Regions from separate parts of the Gossypium hirsutum genome. Here all the other regions are linked to region 1. The links are chromatin contacts, called in public Hi-C maps. All regions are on one chromosome and are shown on one strand. Each heading gives the region's core, a stretch centred on a gene start, on an enhancer-like site or on the middle of the called end of the contact. The rest is flanking DNA. Distances are from core to core; before and after follow the strand shown.

What was found. Hi-C and Micro-C count contacts between places; a contact is called where the count stands out from the background.
Region 2: a contact with region 1 is called in a Hi-C map of leaf, with 9 times the contacts expected there. The contact joins the promoter of LOC107886654 here to the enhancer-like site in region 1. A contact is called at or near these places in 13 of 34 Hi-C or Micro-C datasets (callus, hypocotyl, leaf and 1 more).
Region 3: a contact with region 1 is called in a Hi-C map of leaf, with 5 times the contacts expected there. The contact joins the promoter of LOC107886638 here to the enhancer-like site in region 1. A contact is called at or near these places in 5 of 34 Hi-C or Micro-C datasets (callus, hypocotyl and leaf).

What each region holds. Positions count from the first base shown.
Region 1 is chrA03:102,074,677-102,077,376 of Gossypium_hirsutum_v2.1, forward strand. No RefSeq gene overlaps it. Among protein-coding and RNA genes, the nearest start is that of LOC107929704, 55 kb to the right of the region's middle. Within about 2 kb of position 1,260, at least 6 of the 9 cell types and tissues checked have an H3K27ac peak or open chromatin away from gene starts, as enhancers often do. A contact at or near this core is called in hypocotyl and leaf, where this site is marked.
Region 2 is chrA03:101,874,126-101,876,825 of Gossypium_hirsutum_v2.1, forward strand. LOC107886654 reads left to right here and starts at 1,274. Exons shown (of 2, transcript XR_001680832.2): 1 at 1,274-2,700.
Region 3 is chrA03:102,308,182-102,310,881 of Gossypium_hirsutum_v2.1, forward strand. LOC107886638 (LOB domain-containing protein 42) reads right to left here and starts at 1,433. Exons shown (of 2, transcript XM_016810670.2): 1 at 1,096-1,433; 2 at 265-1,008. The coding sequence starts at 1,285. The coding sequence ends at 503.

The DNA of each region.
Region 1 (2,700 bases), core at 10-2,509:
AGGGTTAAATTTATTATTAGACCAATAAAAAAAACCCAGTCAACACTTCTGTCAAATTTCAAATGGCTTTTATTGCTTGGTGACCAAAAAATTTAATTTTGAATAGTTTAATGACTAAATCGAAAAGAATTTAAAATTTAGTGACCAAAATAGAACGTGAGAAATATTTTAGTGACCATTTTTGTATTTTATCCTTATTTTTTTTAACATCATGGGCCAATTTGGGTAACAAAGGATAGTTTGAGGGTGCATTTGTTTTATGGAAAATGAATGTTGGTTTCATGAAAAACAACTCGGTCAACTGAAAATAAGTCCATTTTCTTGTAAATTAACTTACCATTTTGAAAAGCGTAAGTTATTTTTCGAAAATGAACTCTTTTATGAATAATTTTATCTTTATATAAAAATTAACTTGAATCAAATCTAATATTATTATATTAATAATCAATTTTTATTTTTATTTTAAAATATTTAAAAATATTAAAATAATAAAATATTAGTATCAAATATTGTAATGTGTAATATTCTTAAACATGCATATTTAATTATTTATATTTAATAATATAATTTATTATTTTAATAAATTATTTAATATTACAATTTTATTTTAATAAAAAATTAACAATAATAATTTTAAATTTTAAATAATATTATAAATATATTATTGAAAAATATTTATATTAATATTTTAATAATAAAGATATATTACAATTTATAAATATTTAATAATAAATGTTTTCTGATATAAGATATGAAAAAAATTTGAGCGAAAAATATGAATATTTTAAAAATATATATTACAATTTTATATTTATCTCTTACAACTCAAATGTGTCACTATCCACTTTCATATGCGTAATATATGTAATTTAAATTAGGTTTTAATTAAACATTGTTTATTATTAAGTTTATATATGATATTAATTATTACTATAATATTTTGTAAAAAATAAATTATGTTGTGTTTGTTTTATTAAGAACAACTTGTGAAAAATGATTTCAGGAAAATTTTTCAAATAACGAATTTTTTTTTACACAGGATCATCAAACTTTAGAAAATATCAAAGTTAGATGAAAAAAGATTGGATACTAAAGTGAAAAAATTATATAGTTTAGGGGCCAAAGTGAGTATGCCTTTTTTCCAACATAAAACATTCATTAAAGAATGGGAATAAGTGCAATAGTGGCCCAGAAAGCCCATACATACAATAATAAAAATCAGGCCCCAAAAAACCGAAGGTCCCAGCGTCAAACATTACCAGTAAAACCCAGCTCCTAAAAGGCTCCTCAACCTCTGTAATCGGAGGCGGAGGTTTAGGGAACGCCAAGGGATGTCGAGGAAGAAAGAAGCACGGTGGTCCCACCCGTCGTCGTCATGAATGCCTCTGCTAAAGAGTATGCCCTGGCCCAGGTCAAGAAAAGACACCATCGACCACTGGGAAGCCAAAGGACAGGGGAGACATCATATTCTAATAATAGAAGAAATGATTGAACCGATCATATCACTATTCTTAATTCAATTGGTTTGATTAATTTAACAGTTAAACTAACAAAAATTAAATAAATAATCATAATGTTTTCTATTTTAAAAAGTTAAACTAGTTAACATATTCGACTATTAATTCTTGTCATAATTTTCTATTTTTATTGGTTGAGTAGTTTTTGATTCAATCAATTAAACTTTTTTTGTTCGACCGGAATAATATACTGACTAATTTTTTATCAAATCGATCCGATCAATCAATCTAGTTATATTCTAAGAACACTGGTCATATCATTAAATTTTGACGGAATTCAAGTTTAGAAATAAAAATAAATCCAATTATAAATTCAAGTAATAAAATGAAAAAAAATGTATAAGTATGAAAATAAATTTAATTACCAAATTGAGTAAAAAAATATTATGTTTAAACAAATTAGTTTTGGTCAATTTATGTATGATGTTTGAGTAGTTAATGTTATTGAAACAGTTGTGATAGATATAGTGAATTCCCACGTTGTTGGAGACTTGCTTTATTTTTTTCTTCTTTTGGTATGATTCGAGTAGTTGAGATATAAATGTAAGTAATAACTTTTTATAAAAGTTTTGTTCTGGAAGCCAAAAACTTGAAATATATGATTGAAATTATCTCAAATTATAATTTTAACTAACAAGTTGCATAGAAGAAAGAAAGAACAACACTTACGAAATCCTAAAGAAATCAATTATCTTATATTATAGGACATTTACAGTATGGGCAAAAATAATTTCTTTACTTAAAAAAGATTTTTATTGAAATTATAAAAGATGAGGATTTGAGAAACTTTAAATTTTATTTTATTTTTTTTAGATTTTATATAAAATATAAATATAATTATTAATTATTAATTATTTTTTAATTAATTTTTTATCAATTGGCCCATAACATCAATTCCGTTAAAGATTTAATATTAATATAAACTTAAGAGTACAATCTCATAATTAGGGTTTGCATTCAATATACTATACTATACAAGTTCATACACAGTAAGTATCATCAATTAATAATTAAACAGATATTAGAACCATAACACTGAATAAAATAACTATTTAATAACTGATATTTTGTAACTGTATAAATTTATTCATTGTCATGAATATAAATTGAAGTTACATGTAAAGTGTTGTTTAATAAATTGAAGTATTTAACTTAAATTATTATTATTTTTTATATATTAGTT
Region 2 (2,700 bases), core at 24-2,523, 200 kb before region 1:
CACAACCATAACTCATATTCTTCCATAAAATTTCCATTAACAACACATATGATTTCATGGAAAAACCCTAGACTCTAACCATTTTGCAAAACAGTCCCCTCATTTGAAAGCTCATGTTACAAGGGTTCTAAAAGTACAAAAATCATCAAGAAAAACCATCAAGATCACTTACTTGTAGAGAGACTAAGTGGCTGAAATTTCAAGCTTCAAAAACTCCTCTAATGGATGATATTTTCGGTCAAGAAGAAAGGATGGATGAAAAAGATGAAGGCTAGGCTTTAGGGTATTATTTTATCACATATTATGTCATCAAATACCTAACATTTTGACCATTCAATTTTCTTTGTCTCATGGCCAGCCAGGCTATAATCTAAGGGTCTATTTGCCCTTTAAAGACTCCCAATTTAAGTTTCATGGCAATTTAACACCCTTAGCTATCAAATCGTGACTTTTTCACTTTATACGATTTAGTCCTTTTTCGCAATTAAGCCCACAAATGCTAAAATTACTTCACCAAATTTTCCATGCACTCATATAATAATGCTATAACACATAAAATAATATCAAAAATAATTTCTTTAACCTCAGGTCAATGGTCCCAAAACCACTGTTTTAACTAGGCCCAAAAATCGGGTTGTTACAAAGCCCTTCTTAAACAAGTCTTTTATTAGCTTCAAAACTCTCTCAAAAGATAATGATAAGCATATTCAACCATTAAACTTCTCTCTTTTCCTCCAAGTCAATCGATTGAAAGATGATAATAACATGTTGTAGTACGAAATTACTTCCTCATTTACTGTTCACCAAGATTAAATTATAAGCCATGTTATTAAAAAGTCAAACATATCAACTCAAAAACCTTGACTACACCAAAAATGTTGTTCTATTTGTTGTTCGAACATGAAATGGAAGAAAAGAAGCAATCAAAGTTTCTAACAAATTTAAACTTTATTTAATGTAAAATAAATTATTAAATTATTAATAATTAACAAAAAATCCAAGAATGAATGCTAGGAACCTTGAACTCATGAGTCACATCATCAACTTGTAATTTTCAAAGCATACAACAAAGCAAGAAAAAAAATGAAAGGTGAAAATATTGTAGGACATGGTGAACATATCCACATTAATCTTGATAAACTGAATATCTACATGCATAGTAGCTTACTCTTCAATCCACGGTTTCATCATTTTGCAAGGTCCACATTATTAGAGAAAGTAGTTGTTAACTACTCAACTAAAATTAGCTCAAGAAGTTAGGAGTAGTTGTTATTCTGTTTTCTTTTTGTTAGTCATTCCAATTAGCATTTCTTAGATTCTTTTGTGTATAAATTCTCACTTGATGTATTGCTGAATAAGTACGAATGAAATTCTTTTTACTCTTAGAATTCTAATACGGTATTAGAGTGTTTTTTTTTGCTAGTTGCTGCGTTTTCACTATGGATTCTGTCAATGTGTTGGAATTGACAAATAAAATTTTCAATCCTTTTACTTTTGCCTCTCAAAAGATAGCCATACTTATCGATGATAGTAATTTCCTCACTTAGAAGAAACATGTTCTGCTCATTCTGAAGACTCACTAGTTGCAATCTTTTATTGACGGTTGTTGTGCTGCTGCGAGTTTTGCCCGGTGTTGATGGTGCTCTCATTGAGAATCCAGCCTATGATCAATATGAGCAGTAAGACTCGACACTATTGGCTTGGCTTCTTTCTACGATCAATGCTTCTCTCCATTACCAACTAATTGTAAGTTCTGCATTGGCGTTTAAACTTTGGGAAGCTATTAACCAGATTTTTAGCACCTAGTCCACCAGCAAGGCTATGCGTTACAGATATTTACTCTATCAGTTCAAGAAAAATAACTTGTCTATGTCTACATACCTGGCTTAGATCAAACATTTGTGTGATTCTTTGGCTGGTTGCAGTCAGCATGTGTCGTGGGAAGAATATCAATTCGCCATCCTTATCGGTCTTCTTCCGGAGTTTGATTATGTTGTATCTATCATTACGACCGGCCGTGTTCCTTTTGATTTGCAAGGAATCACCATCGCTCTATTGGATGCCAAAGCATGCCAGTAAGCTCACCTCTCTCAGGTTACCTTCTCGGCTAATCTTGTTATTCTGGACAAGTCTGCACCATGAATGCTCCTTACATATACTGAACAACCTCTGCCAAAAGCGTTTTGGTCACATTGAGGGTTTGCTCGCAATTATAGAAGTGTTCGATTTGGCGGTGCACGACCACAGTGTTAGATCTACGGGAAGATTGGTAACGTGGCTTGGCGTTGCTTTTACAGGTACGACTCTACTTATGATGATGATGATGATTGTGGTAATCTTAATGGATCTAGTCAAAGTGATTCTTCATTTGATGGGCTTACTTCTCAATTATGGCCCAAACCAGTGTCAGCCTACATATGTTATACAAACCATGAGGCATCTGACTGTCATTACTCTAGGCTCCTGTATCTTTGGGCTCTTTCTTTTCATCTAAGGCTCTTAGTGTCTCACTTTCGTTACCGATCTTTGCTTCGTCTATTGTTGCTAGCCTGCTATTATGTCAGATCTGACATGGTACTCGGATAATGGGGCTACTACACATATGAATAGCGATTTGACAAAACTAATTGATTCTTGATTGTATCATGGCTTAAGTAAAGTGACTGTCAGCAATGGTCACTCTGTTGCGATTTCTCATAT
Region 3 (2,700 bases), core at 183-2,682, 230 kb after region 1:
AAAAATGTACCTAATTTAAAAGAGTACGAATAGAATTTTAGATTAAAAAGATAAACAAATGAACAAATAAATTGAAGCCTACAACTTACAGCAGCAAGCACCAAGAAGAATCTAAATTGGGGTGCCACTGCCAGTCATATTTTCTTATTGCAGCCTTGTCAGCATCGTGATAACCTACTCATAAATCAAAACCTACAAATTTAAACAAACCCATATATGGAAAGTATATCACACCTAACCATATCACCAAACTAGAAAGCACCATTCAATAATTCTATCAACTTCATATAGCTGTCTTTAAAATAAAAAGAACCCATCAACATTTGTTTTTGACCCAAACAGAAACGAAACAAAGTTTAAAATACTTGCAGCATTCTAATATTCTATCATACGATGAGGTTGAAACTAGAGGTGATAGTTTTATAGCCGCCAAAATTTCTTCAATCTATAATGAAAGAAGCAAAAAAAGGAGGATTCATTTTTTGTTTAAGGGTGGATTATTTCATCCTAAGTGCGTCGCCTCAGGAAGCAAAGCAAGAGTGAGTTCTAAGCCAACATTACTACTATCCTCAAACTTCAAGATAGGACCCCTTTTGGCGTGGTTTACCAGCGAACCCTCCACGGTCTCCACAGAGAAGGTGCTCTCATCTTCTTTGCTGTCACCATTTCCGAGTTGGCTCATCCACGAGTCAACCACCTGTCGCTTGGAGCGAGTCCTGGATCGCTTGAAACGAGTGCGGGTCTTGACCTTGTCGACGTCTGCTGCTGCAGCTGGTTTGGTGTCCTTGAAGACATGGCGGATGTCGTAGGTCTTGAGAGGGGAAATCGGTTGCTCTTCTTCAACTGATTCCAAAGATGATGAAGTTTGGGTTATGGGGGAGCCTTTCAGCACAGCATCAACGGCTGCTTGGCACTCACCCCAGTTCCCGGACCAAAGCATCCCAATTGACCCATAAACTGGATTTACCACACGCCCACAGGCCTCGTATAAAAGTGATCTAAAAATAGCTACAAACAAAATGCATACAAAAAAAAAAGTTAAAAGCAATTAATGAAATCTTGTTTTTGGTTGGGTGGGGTTAATGAAGTACGTACCAGGGCGAAGGTTTTCAGGGCCGGCTTCAATTAGGTTGAGGAGACCAGCTCGGCCATAGAATTTGGCAAGGAAGAGAGTAGCATTGGCTTGAGAATCAGAGGACTTGATCCATTGAAGACAAGGTCTAATGGTGCAGTTTTCGGTGCAGCCCTTACGCAGGACCCTGCAGCCATTACAGCTCATCCTCATCGTAATTATATTTCAGAGAGAGATCGAGGGAGAAGGAGGAGAAGGAGAAGTGAAAGATTATGGTTAATATAAAGGTGGGCAGCGCAGTGGTTTCCAAAGGAGTAAAAGACCTGAAAACCGGGGGTGAGTGAGGAGTGTGTTCTTTAATTTCCCTTCTTCTTCTTCTTGTTTAGGTAAAGTTGGGGACTGCCCCTCTTTGGTAAATGAGATTGGTTTTGGCGCTTTCCTCCTTTTCCAAACAACCCTACATGCACGATTTTATTACATAATCTACCATCCATCTTGCTTTTAACTCCTCAATTAAATATCAATATGTACTCTTTCCAAATTTTATATTAACTTCATAATCAATCATTTATTTTATTACTTTTTTAATTTGCAAAGCTTTACTTCTTCATTTCTTATATTATATACCATTATTACCCATTAGAGTTTTTTTTTCTTGATTATAGGATAATGGAATTTTCTACAAATAAATTATTATGTCTTCTAATTTATGCTGTAATTTGAGAAACAGAGAGGCCAAAATGCATGCCAATAATATATATATAACTCTACAACCTTTATTTTCCTTTTTTTTTGTACACATTGAACAATTCCTTAATATTTTAACCGGTAAATAAGTAATTTATGTACAAATAAATGTTGAATTTGTTAGGAGTTTTATTAAGAATAAGGATTTATTGAAATACAAATAAAGGGGATAAATACAAAAACAGAAAGAGGACAGCAGTTGAGAAGTGGAAGCCATGCAAGCAAGCAAAAGGGAAGAGAGAGGCAGAAAATCCGCAACAGATGCACGTGCCAAGCGCAAGCTCCCTTTATCTTAGAACTGCGTGCATCTCGCCACATCTCATTTCGAGCTCTACCCTGAAACCATCTTATAATATATACCTCCTGGTTTTCAGGAGTCCGTCCGTACAAATGACCTACCTGGGTCTTATTTTCACTTCAAATCCCTCAGTAATTTATCCTTTTCTTTTTACTTCTTTCTAATTCTTCTACCATATATCAGACTGGGTATTTTCTAAAATGCTATTTTTCTTTTTACAAATTTTGAATAATATCTCTACGCAATCCTAAAATAATCGGTATTTTTTCTATTTTCTATACATTTTATTTTTTTTTCCTTTAAAGAAAAAAAAAGGGGGGGGGAATCAGTTATGTCTAGTATTTTATGTAAGACTGTGGGCGCCTAAAGAGATACTGCCTGTGGTTTTAACAAATAGCCTGATTTCTATTTTGATTTTATCTCTAGTCTCCTTTGGTATCAACACAATATATACAATCACACCAACATAAAAATGTATACTCTTCATTCGTAGATATAGTAAAAAAAATTATTTTTAATTCTGGTGTGAGTTAATATTTATAACAATAAAACTAAAATACAGCTAAACATAACCACATTGATG